3 separate regions of the Mus musculus genome follow, and all the other regions are linked to region 1. Evidence: chromatin contacts called from public ChIA-PET and HiChIP or PLAC-seq data. All regions are on one chromosome and are shown on one strand. Each heading gives the region's core, a stretch centred on a gene start, on an enhancer-like site or on the middle of the called end of the contact. The rest is flanking DNA. Distances are from core to core; before and after follow the strand shown. Region 1 holds the start of Themis (thymocyte selection associated). Region 2 overlaps Ptprk (protein tyrosine phosphatase, receptor type, K). Region 3 overlaps Ptprk (protein tyrosine phosphatase, receptor type, K).

Region 1 (3,633 bases), core at 496-2,995:
TCTACCCTAATTGTGTGCAGACCATGTACTAGTCACAGTGAGTGAAATCATTTGACAAGATGCCTATTTTATGTTACCAAGTGTTTAATATTCCATATGACTTATTGACTATTGTACTTCAAATGGAAAAAAGAACTGAACGATTTGTGCAATTCCACTACAGTGAAAAGTCCAAAAATTGGAAATCTAACCATGGGACAGACTGTGAGTGGGAAAGCTCACATGCCAACCATTCTCCCTAGTAATTTGACTAGACCCAGTTTTTTTTTGATTGGCTTTAATTTTCCCCTTTTTGTAAGCAAAAATTGATATCCAACTAGGAAATATTTTGAGAACCTTATATGTAACCAAACTTAAAAGGTTTGTTTTGTTTTGTTTTGTTTTGTTTTGTTTTGTTTTGTTTTGTTTTGTTTAGAGACAGGGCTTCTTTCTGTAGCACTGGCTGTCCTGGAATTTGCTCTGTTGACCAGGCTAGCTTGAACTCATAGAAATCCACCTGCCTCTGCCTCCTGAGTGCTGGGATCAAAGAGCTGTACCACCACCATCCAGGCCAAACTAACTTTAAAATGTTAGTATCGTTCATATTAGGGGATTTTACACACTACAGTAAGTTACACCAAAATTCACCAGCTTAGTATTCAACAATCCTCATTAAAATTTACCTTTTCAACACAAATCTTAAAAGATACTCTACAGTCAATAGGCACTAATTTCTTTACCTTTAAATAAAAGTTCCCACCATTTAAGGAGTTTGTAGAGCAGGAAGAGAGGATTACAAGTACAAGGCAAGCTTAGAAGTCCGAACTTGGCAGCATTCATTGTAAGACTGTGCCCTTGATAGGTGCAATCATTTTGGGTGAAACAAAACACAAAACAAGCTTGATAGTGTTTGGGTTTTTGTTTTGATGTTGCTGTTTTTAATAGTTTAAAAACAATAGTCAGCAACATTAAACTTTTTTACCTGATGGCAATTAATTTCAAAGAGTAGGGCAGAGACAGAACATCCTTTGTGCAGACTTGTCGAATGCTTACCAAGAAAAAAAATGGCAAATGGCAATTCACAAAGTTCCACTCCACCTTTCTTAAAGCCTTAGTTTCTTCTTTCTTCACCAGCTGGGATGTGTGTGTGTGTGTGTGTGTGTGTGTGTGTGTGTGTGTGTGTGTGTCTGTGTTCAACTTTCCTTCAGACAACTTGCACTTTGTTTGCTGGGTGTGTATATGTTTGAACTAAGTATCGAATCACTGAACTATACACACAGCCTTCCACGTATTTCTTACTAAAACCTCTCCCACAAATTTCCAAGAGACTTTATAAGAACATTCTATCAAATTAAAGAATTAGAAAAATACTTACCTTCAAAGTAGATGCCTGACTGGATTTCTAGGACCCTGGGGAGGGTCCTCAGGTCAAGGGAGTAGACAAATTCTTCCAGAGATAAAGCCATTGTTGTGTCTTCGGTGGTATATAGACCTGATCTTTTACAAGACCTTGTGGTTTCTAGATGTCAATTGTCTACCGTTCTGTCTTTGCTCATAATTGCCCACACAGGCAGAATGTGAAATGGGAGCCAATCGGGGTAGGACAGCCCTAAGGTGGGGAGGTACTTGTCTGCAGTAGCTGGTCTTCAGTTTCTACCTGGTGCAGGGAGGTCACAGGAAAGCCAAGCCCAGGGCAAACAGCTCAAGCAGCGGAAGAACTTGAGAATAGGCAGGAGACAGTGGGTAAAGCTCTTTTTGTTCTCCCTGCGGCTGCATTTCCTTCTGACACTGAAGTAGAAACACATGGGGGTGGGGTGTGTTTGTCTGAACTGACACTACCCAAAGTAATGAGGTTGGCAAGTTGCTGGTTCTTGTGCATCCACAGCAGTGGCAAAATTGTGATGAAACAGAGTGGCCTGTGGCATGAACACTGGACATGGCCAGAATGCAGGCACAGTGTCTTACCTTAAATATGGCACTATATCAGTTTGTTGCCTCTCTGCATCTGGGTTCTAGCTTTGCATACTCATTGTGCTTTTACATTAAACTTGGTTACAAAAGAAGCTGTTGTCAGCTGTTTTTAGAAATCTGATACTCTGAGGACACATAGAAACCACCTTTTATCTTTACACATTAAAATTTTTGCTGAAGTTTAAAGGGAGGGAGGAGGTGTTACATGAAAAGTGACTCAGGAATTAATAGAGTAAATTGATGGGAACTTTCTGGTCTCTGCACTGAGAAGGAAAGTATTTAAAGCAAAAGTAAATTAATTAATAAAATAAAATAAAAATAAAGCAACAAAACCAAAGAAAGAAAGAAAGAGAGAGAGAGAGAGAGAGAGAGAGAGAGAGAAAGAAAGAAAGAAAGAAAGAAAGAAAGGAAGGAAGGAAGGAAGGAAGAAAGGAAGGAAGGAAGAAAGGAAGAAAGGAAAAAAGGAAGAGAAAGAACTACTTATAAGACATATATTTAAATGTTTGCTTCCTCTTTGAAGCTCTCCTTTTAAATGTAGATTTAAAAACATAAATAAATAAACTGCACAAGCCCCGAAGTCTATAAATTTGCTCTTATGATCTAAACATAAGTTGAAAAATGCTCAAAGCCATAAATAAATAAATAAATAAATAAATAAATAAATAACAGAAACCTTGTGAAACTAATTTTTATACATCAAAACCAATCTTTCTGTTTATTTTGATTTTTGTTTCTTTTAAACAAAATTTTCCTTAGGATATCAGGCTGGGCTCAAACACATGCCAGTCCTCCTTGCCTCTGTCTTAGGATTACAGGCATGTGTCACCACCTCTGCCTTACATCGGAGTTTTGTTGTGGTGGTGCTAGGGTTTTGTTTGTTTGTTTGTTTGGTTGGTTGGTTGGTTTTAAATTTTTATGCTTCCTATTCTTTGTACTTAATTCAAACATCATCTTAGAGGTTATACTTGCAATTTAAAGTGAGACTGTCTATGTTTTGTAGATAAATAAAGGAAGATTGGTTGAAGTTGATAAAGATGAACTATGATGAAAAGTTGTTCATTCTCAGGCTGGATTCTGGACAAATTGCTTGATCATGATAGAGCATCTACCAAATGCTAAATGCTTAAAGCTCTTCAGAGTCATGTTCAGCCCTTGTAACAATTTGCTAGCCTTCATTCTAGGCAAACTTAGGGTTAATGTGGGAAATTCTTCAAGTGATTTTCACTAGTAACTTTTATGTAATCCCTTGAAACATTTTTGTCCCCTAAATCTCCCAAGCTTGATAAATGTAGCTTCTGTCTCATTCTTACCTAAGTCTGGGCCTCTCACTTGACTGAAAACACTATTTGTAGCCTCCTGGCATATTTCATAGGATTTTAGAATATGGAAAGGGCTGCCTCTTGAAAAATCATACATTTTTAGAGTTAGTGCTGCAGTAAGTTTATTTGGTATGTAATCAATGCTGGATTTCATCTGAAATCTTTAACTTATAACTCAAGTTTCTATCCTTGCAGCCAACACTAGAAGAATTCACTATATCATCAGATATTTATACAGATCCAGTATGTCCCTGCTTCTGCTTTTAACACAGAGATCCTTCTTGTATCTCAGAATCTGTTTCTCCTATATCCTCAATCATAAAATTAATGACTCTCCCATCTTTGAGAGTGCAAAGCCAGAAGG
Region 2 (3,633 bases), core at 580-3,079, 180 kb after region 1:
AATAGTCTGCCGTGAGACTTAACAACAACAATACAATTACCAAGCTAATCTGTGAGTGTGGCTATAGGTTTACGCTGCATAAAGCATTGGGACAAGAAAAAAGCAAAGTAAACATCAGTACATATGTTATTTCATATTTTACGAATCTATCCTTACAGCTGCAGGAGACAGACACTCATCTCTAAAGTTTCAGAGTCATGTGAAAACAGCTTTCCAAGATCCTTCCCCATTGAGACATGGCTTGTTCTATCCTACTGCCAGCATTCTGAAAGTCAGAAGAGTTATGGTAGTCATTTTTCCTGATGGCCAAGCATTCCAGGTGCTTTGTTTATTCACTCCTAATATGTAAAAGCCCGTTCTCTTATCTTTTTCCTTCTCTCTATGTAAGAGTTATCGGGCTACCAAATCACCAAACTCAAAATCCCGGCATTAGCTTAAATCAGTCCTCACTCCCTGTAATCTTTCCCCATCTTTCAGCGTGCAATTTTGTCTCAGTTTTGCCCTTCATCCTACAAGTCAGACTCTATCCTTTAGACTGGGATTAATATTATCCTGAATCCCTGTATTTATCTCTTTTGCTCTCACTATTTTCCAATATGGACTATTCATTTGAAGTTACAAGGACTCCTGTGATCTACATGCCATACACATTCGAGGGCTTCCTCATCCTCTTTACAGTGTTAATATAAAGTTAATGTACTTCTGTCCTGACTGCTTCCCTCTGAGTATAGTCTTGTAGCTCCAACTCATACTTCCTTTGAGGTGGAGGGAATGGCTGGAGAAGTCATAATTACACCACATTCTCTTTAAATCTCATCTCTCATCATTCATTCATGGATACCATTCATGATGCCATGGCCTCATTGTCAGGGGGGACTAGGCTCAGAAAATCTGGGACTAAAGCAGTACTCCAAATCACTTCTTTGTGATCTCTTTGAACACCCATAATCTCTTCTCAAAGTGAACCTTGGCAGACTTCATTTCTTCCCCTCCTTAATAAAAATTTCTCTCTGTGTTATCAGGCATTGTATTATCAGGGAGTCTCTCACACTCCACACTGGATGCCTATTTCAGATATCCAGATGAACTCCTGGTATGCAAAGATTGCTATGGAATCTGTGAGTTTGTGGGAATCACTGTTAATTTAAGTTTTAAAATAAGCCTATGCTAAATAAAGTAAATGCACTAGTGCTGAGTAAGGAGGATTTCTTAGTTACTGTAACAGAGGATCTGGAAGGAGAGCTTCTCATTAAGAAGTTCAAGAAAAAGAAAGCCCATTTGTTGTAGGTTTGGGACAAATGGACCGTGAAATGTAAGCTAATAAACACTAACAGTATCACAGGAAGGGAAGATAGACCCAATATTCAGGATTGATGACTGAGGACTAGTGGGAAGCTTTCAGGGTTAGCTGGAGGTTAAGAGATCTGATATTTTGGGAAGACACAACGTAGAGCAGCAGTAACATTGACAGCAGAGGGGGTAACTAAGCCGCAAGAAATTAAGCAGAAAGTAAATACTTTACAGGAAAGTCGAAATGGCATGATAGGATCCAAGAAATGATTTATAGAATCAGACCACAGACTCAGTGCTAGGAAAATTGACCACCCCATCACATGAGACTCTGACTTTAAAGACATTAGGACACTGGACTACCTCAGAATCAGACCCCAGTGTCTTGCAGGCATGGTTGGAAGGAGGGAAGTTGTTAGTGGGGAAGAAGGTACTACTGGACTAAAGGATGCCAAAAGCAAGGGAAGCAAAGTCCAAACCCAGCAAATGCCAAACTGCAGTGCTGTCTACTTAAGTGTGTGTAGCCCTGCCTGCTGGCTCCACCTGCAGGCGCTCCGGGCAAATGCTGCTAAATAAAGATGGCCTTGACTGAATTAACATGTTGGCACTCTTACTCCTCTTCCCTTTTAGGAACATTCACTTACTAACTTTGGCAAATGCTCACAGTAACTTATTTCTTATTCGAATAGCCTATTTTATAAAGTCAGTTTTCTGTTTGTGCATATGTTTTTGAGTGTGGTATAAGCAAGTGTACACCCATATTCATGCACGTAGAGGCCAGAAGAGCATGTTGAGTTCTTTCCTTTATTACTCTCCACCTTATTTTTGGATAGGGTCCCTCACTGACCCCGAGGCAAGCTATGTCAGCCATGCTGGCTGGTCAAAGAGCTCCTGGGATTGGCCTTTATCTGTACCCAATTCTGGTACTATAGGCAAATATAGTATTACTTGGCTTGCACAGGGTTTATTGGCCAATTATTCAAACTTACATCTTCTTGTGTGCACAGCAGGCAGTCTTGCCTACTGAATGATATCTCCAGTCCTTCAACTTGTTTTCTGAGAACTACTCATCTGTACTATATAATTTGCAGTGCCTAGCCAGTGGGCTCAATTCCAGGAATTGCTAACAAATACAATGAGGCACATTTCCATGCCAGGGAAAGATAAATGACTATTAAGAATTATTTTTGTATAGTTGCTGGTTTAGACCTTATGAATTCTTAGTAATTAGAAATCATGCATATATAAAGGCAAGCAGAAGACAAGAAAGTCGTTTAATCAAACCCATAGAAAATACACAGAATTCCTGAGCACTGTCAATTAGCTCAGGATCTACATGATAGAATGACCCCTGATACCCTAAGAAACCTGGGAAGAGACACTGTGTTGTGTTATGATCAGTGTATCTTTAATTTATAATATTAAGATGGGTGACAGGCACTTAATAAATGGTCAAAATTTGCAGAAAAAAATTTGATTAAGTGAACAAAGGATCATATAAGTTATACAGCACAGCCTGACAATAATAATGATAATAATACCTGAAGAAAAAGATGGCTTCACTTAACATTTTTAGGGATTTCAAATAGTTTTAAATTTTATTTATTTATTTATTTTTGTTTTGCTGACTTTTTTTTTTTTTTTTTTGAATGTGTGTCTGTGTAGCACATGTGTGCAGTGCCCGAGGATGCCAGAGAGAATATCATATTTCCTGTGACAGGAGTTTTAGATATTTGTGAGTCAACAGGTGAGTGCTAGGGGTTGAACCAGATTCTTCTAAAGGGCTGTTAGTGCTCTTTCCACTGAGCCATCTCTCCAGACCAAGGCAAACTTTAAAAGAGAAATACAGCTACCTGGAATCCTCTTAAACATCAGGAACTGATTAAATGCCTATGGTGTAAGTTTTGTCCCTACTAGGGACATGTGAATGGCGATGAATACGTGCCAATAGAGAAGGACACCAAGTCCAGCTGAATGAGACATTTTCTACTCCTCTTCATACCAGCAATCAAAATGATTTGGAGATCGATTCCTGAACAGCACTGTATACTGACTTCAGATGTTCAAGTAGCTGATGTTCCAGAGCATCTATGTTACAGGCACACTAGCGACCTCTCTTGTTCTGGAATGTGGTGGTGCACTGAATTTTAGCTAGATGGGGATTGCAAGTTTTCTTTGTGACTCATGTTCATCAACATATTTTTTATTCATGAAAAAATACTGTACAACTCTGATGACAAAAGACATCAGTTTCTTTAAGTCAAGGATATTGGTTTTACATACAGAACAGAGACTGACCGGCTTTTGAAAGGATTTATAAACAGCACAAAACTCAATCCTGCT
Region 3 (3,633 bases), core at 532-3,031, 150 kb after region 1:
TGATTTTGGGCTAAACCATTAGATGACATTCCTAAAACAATCCCCCAAGGCCCATTCCCTTATTCACCTATGGACTCATTGCTGAGACTAAATACCAAGATCCAAAAACCAAAACTCACTATTTGGCTAATATGTCCAATCAGAGATTACCAATTCACCATAGCTAAGACTTTTTCTACTTAAAAACCTACTCCTGCAAAATACACATGCTGCCTGCTTACTGATAGATAATGTTATTGATGGTGCTGCTGCTGCTGCTGCTACTTGCTGTCTGTCTTTGCAGCCTCTCCCTGTCTCCCCTGATTGCTCCTCCAGGGTAGGAAATCTTTTTCTGTGCTGAGAATTTGGTGCCTGGGTGTGTACTGCATCCAACTCAGAGCACCCCCCACCCCAGTAATTTTGCATACATTTACATCTAGTTACTGAGGGAGCACCAGCCTTGTGCAGACCAAGAAGGCTGAGGGCAACATTTATTGGAACTTTAGAGGATAAGTATTTTTCAAAACTCAATTTGGACACACAGGTCCACCCCAAAATCAGTTTATTCGATGGGAGCTTCTAGGGCAGAAAGCAGCTATGTGAAGATGATGTGAAGACGCTGTAGAGGAGGCAAAAGATAGAGGACTAGCCAGGAAAAGAACTTATCTCAAGTTTTTCTACGGCATTTCCAGTTGCCCGCACTCCCCAGGAAGCAAAGTGGACAAGTCCTACTGATTTGGGAACAGGAGGGTCGCACTTGGAGTTTGGGGTGTAGCCTTTCAGTTGGATACTGGCTACTGTTGAATACATCTGACCATACTGTAGCATAAAATCAGGGGAAGTGGTAGCAATTGTTGAAGGTCAGATTTGTAATGTCAACATCTAACTAACACAAAACTGTGTCGGACCAAGATGCAGTAAGTGTGCAGGAGTGTGTGAAATCCTTAGATGATGCCCATCTTCTCAGAAAGAGAAATTTTCCCTTCCACAAAGGACTTGAGCATCAACTAACTTTCTAGGAAAAGCTGCACCTCATTAATACCCATCTGAATCACCTTCAGAGTTAAATTATTAGGTTATTTGAAGGGCTGTTCCAATAAAAATATCACAGAAAAATCCATATACATGATTACAGAGGTTCTAGTGTGAAAATGCACTTTATTAGAGGGGAAGAGGTCCAAACAGCGCAGGAGCAACTTTCCCCTTGGGATTTCAGAGGTGATTGAATGCTCTGCTTTCAAACTGATAACCCAGTTCTGATCTGCAGGACTTCAGTCATGGAAGTGTTTACTGAGGCTTCCCTTTAGTAAAAGAATCAGTCAAATCTTCACTGGTGAGATACAGCTGCACATTTAACAAACAAGTTGTATTCATTCATTCATTCATTCATTCACTCATTCATTCAGATAGTGAAATGTAGTAAGTAGCCAGAGGACTGTAAAGTAAATTTAAAAACAAGGTTCAAGGTCATGGAATTGGTATTTCCCATAAGATAGCCAAATGGTCATCAGAAGGAAAAAAGAAAACCACTGAAGTCACATAATTCTTAAATGGCAGCTTTTGTTTCATTTTTAATTTCAATTAAGCAGATTAGGTGATCCCAAGTGTGGGTACAGGGTTTGATGACTGAAATGTGAATTGGATTATATGAAGTAGATGATCTTACTAAATACTCATAGGTTAGCTAAGTGAAATGTTTAAATCAAAGTGGAAACTGCAATGTGACGGCGGTATCTAAGGTAACGCAGGACTTTCGTAGCAGTGTGGTTGGTGGGGAGGAAGCCCACAAGCATGAGGAAGTAAAACAAGCGCAGACATGCTGAAAGTGTTTGTGCATGTCAAGGAAAACTGAGGAGTCATCTTCCACTGCATAAGGGATTCAAAGCACACAGCCCACTAAGACTATTTAGAATAACTGACCCTTTAGCAAAACATTACTTGAATCCCTCTGTGCTTTCTGCCAGGGTTATATCTATATATCTCTATATATGTGGGTGTATGTGTGATATATGCATGGCGTGTATATGTGTGTGTGTGTGTGTGTGTGTGTGTTGACCAGATGATACACAACTGTGTGTGTTCTCAGGCCCTGTGCATCTTTTCTTTTGGGGAAAGGTCAGAGCTTCTCATTGGCCTAAGCCAGGAAACCCCAGGGTTTCTCTTGCTTCTGCCTCCTCAGTGTTGGGATTACCGGAGCCTGCCACCCACTTCTCTGTGAGTTGTTCAGGTCCTCATGCGTATCTTTGCGTGGCATGCACTGACTGATTTAGCTGTTCCTCAGCCTCTGAGTAAGGACTTTAGACAGATACTTGGTCTTAGAGCTGACCAAATGGTTTGTCGTTACTAACAGCAGAGGAGTACAGAAAGAGGATAGCAATTTTTATAGGTCTAATAGTAACCGAATACTAGTTAAATCGTAATTACTAACCATGTACAAATGAGATAATAACCTTCACCCAAAGAAAGTGGCAAGACTGACAGAATCTGGGACGGTACTAAGGATGTGAGTGTCTGAAGGAGATAATACACATCACATTTGTGTTTGTTGTCCTGAGGATAGCTACACTCAATAATATCACAAATACCACACAAAAGAGAATTCTGAAATAAATGTAGAACTGAATGAATAAGAGGAAAAAATAGATTAAAAAATTATAAAGGAGGCCAGAAAAGAAGAGCCAATCAATCTGGTGTGTTAAGGTGCTAACAACTTGACTTGTCTGTCTGACTTCCCTAATTCATTATCGTAATTGTGCGGTGAGGTGCATCTCCTTTTCTGTATTGGCTCTGTATACTCCTCCCTTTTATTGGGCATTCATCAGATTTTTCTTCCTGGTCTCTCTAAACAGGACTGTTCATTTGATTTCCAGATTTAATTCTCTCTCTATCACTAGAAGATTCTCTTTGGGAGAGGAAAAGATGTAATCACAAAGTCATTTAGGTTGCTTCTCATGACAACTGAATGGATATACATATCATGGGACATTCTGAAGCTGCTATCTCTTATTCTTTCATCCTTCCCATAGCTTCAGAAACATTCATTTTGGCCACTTTCAGACACCCTTCATTATGAGCAGCTATTCTCTGGAATGGAGATTAAGCAAGCCGGTCCTCTGAGGTGAGCGTCAACTTGTAATACCAACTGATGATCTGAACTTGATCCTCAGGACCCAAGCAAAGGTAGTAGAAAAGAAGTGACCAAACAAAGCTGTCCTCTTATTTGTATACACATGACATATCATGTGTGTCCATATACACACATCCATATCTAGCACATACAAGAACAACAGCAGCAACAACAACTTGAAAAATAGCCAGATCTTGAAAGGTATCATGACAATACTCAAATGTATAGTTGTGCAGTTCTTTTTAGAGGAGTTTAGAGGATTAAAATAGTATAACTATTTTAAAATAGACACATATAATGTGATAATGTGATTATTTAGTACTGATTCCAGGAATTCCTTTTTCTGTGGAGTTCAGCCAAGAATGCAAAGTGTGTGTGTGTTGTGTGTGTGTGTGTATAGCCACACAATTTTCTATCTATTACATAATAGTAAATTAGTGACTTGGTTTTACAAACCCAGAGCCCAAACAGACAGTCTCTATTTAAAATAGATAAAAATATCTGTGGCTGATGGGGGTTTTGATTAA

Evidence for each region. ChIA-PET counts read pairs in DNA pulled down with a chosen protein or histone mark. HiChIP or PLAC-seq counts read pairs in DNA pulled down with a chosen protein or histone mark.
Region 2: a contact with region 1 is called in an H3K4me3 HiChIP or PLAC-seq map of the SCID.adh cell line, with 7 times the contacts expected there. The contact joins the enhancer-like site here to the promoter of Themis in region 1. A contact is called at or near these places in 10 of 39 promoter capture datasets (3T3-L1-derived adipocytes, the HPC-7 cell line, HPC-7-derived erythroid cells and 5 more), 1 of 15 datasets of contacts at CTCF or cohesin (CD8 T cells), 9 of 484 Hi-C or Micro-C datasets (CD8 T cells, Sertoli cells, Th1 cells and 3 more), 5 of 115 datasets of contacts at active chromatin or transcription factors (CD8 T cells, the SCID.adh cell line, T-cell acute lymphoblastic leukemia and 2 more) and 2 of 9 other capture datasets (embryonic stem cells and liver).
Region 3: an RNA polymerase II ChIA-PET map of memory CD8 T cells shows a contact between it and region 1, with 1,258 read pairs. The contact joins the enhancer-like site here to the promoter of Themis in region 1. A contact is called at or near these places in 1 of 39 promoter capture datasets (neutrophils), 2 of 15 datasets of contacts at CTCF or cohesin (CD8 T cells and the NIH/3T3 cell line), 11 of 484 Hi-C or Micro-C datasets (CD4 T cells, CD8 T cells, CD8 central memory T cells and 3 more), 8 of 115 datasets of contacts at active chromatin or transcription factors (CD4 T cells, CD8 T cells, DN3 thymocytes and 4 more) and 2 of 9 other capture datasets (adipose tissue and liver).

What each region holds. Positions count from the first base shown.
Region 1 is chr10:28,666,472-28,670,104 of GRCm38.p6, reverse strand. Themis (thymocyte selection associated) reads right to left here and starts at 1,745. Exons shown (of 6, transcript NM_178666.6): 1 at 1,355-1,745. The coding sequence starts at 1,445.
Region 2 is chr10:28,483,962-28,487,594 of GRCm38.p6, reverse strand. All of the region lies in intron 11 of Ptprk (protein tyrosine phosphatase, receptor type, K), which reads right to left. Among named protein-coding and RNA genes, the nearest start is that of Themis, 180 kb to the left of the region's middle. Within about 2 kb of position 1,829, at least 14 of the 459 cell types and tissues checked have an H3K27ac peak or open chromatin away from gene starts, as enhancers often do. A contact at or near this core is called in CD8 T cells, the SCID.adh cell line, T-cell acute lymphoblastic leukemia and 2 more, where this site is marked.
Region 3 is chr10:28,514,454-28,518,086 of GRCm38.p6, reverse strand. All of the region lies in intron 13 of Ptprk (protein tyrosine phosphatase, receptor type, K), which reads right to left. Among named protein-coding and RNA genes, the nearest start is that of Themis, 150 kb to the left of the region's middle. Within about 2 kb of position 1,781, at least 54 of the 459 cell types and tissues checked have an H3K27ac peak or open chromatin away from gene starts, as enhancers often do. A contact at or near this core is called in CD8 T cells, CD8 central memory T cells, the SCID.adh cell line and 5 more, where this site is marked.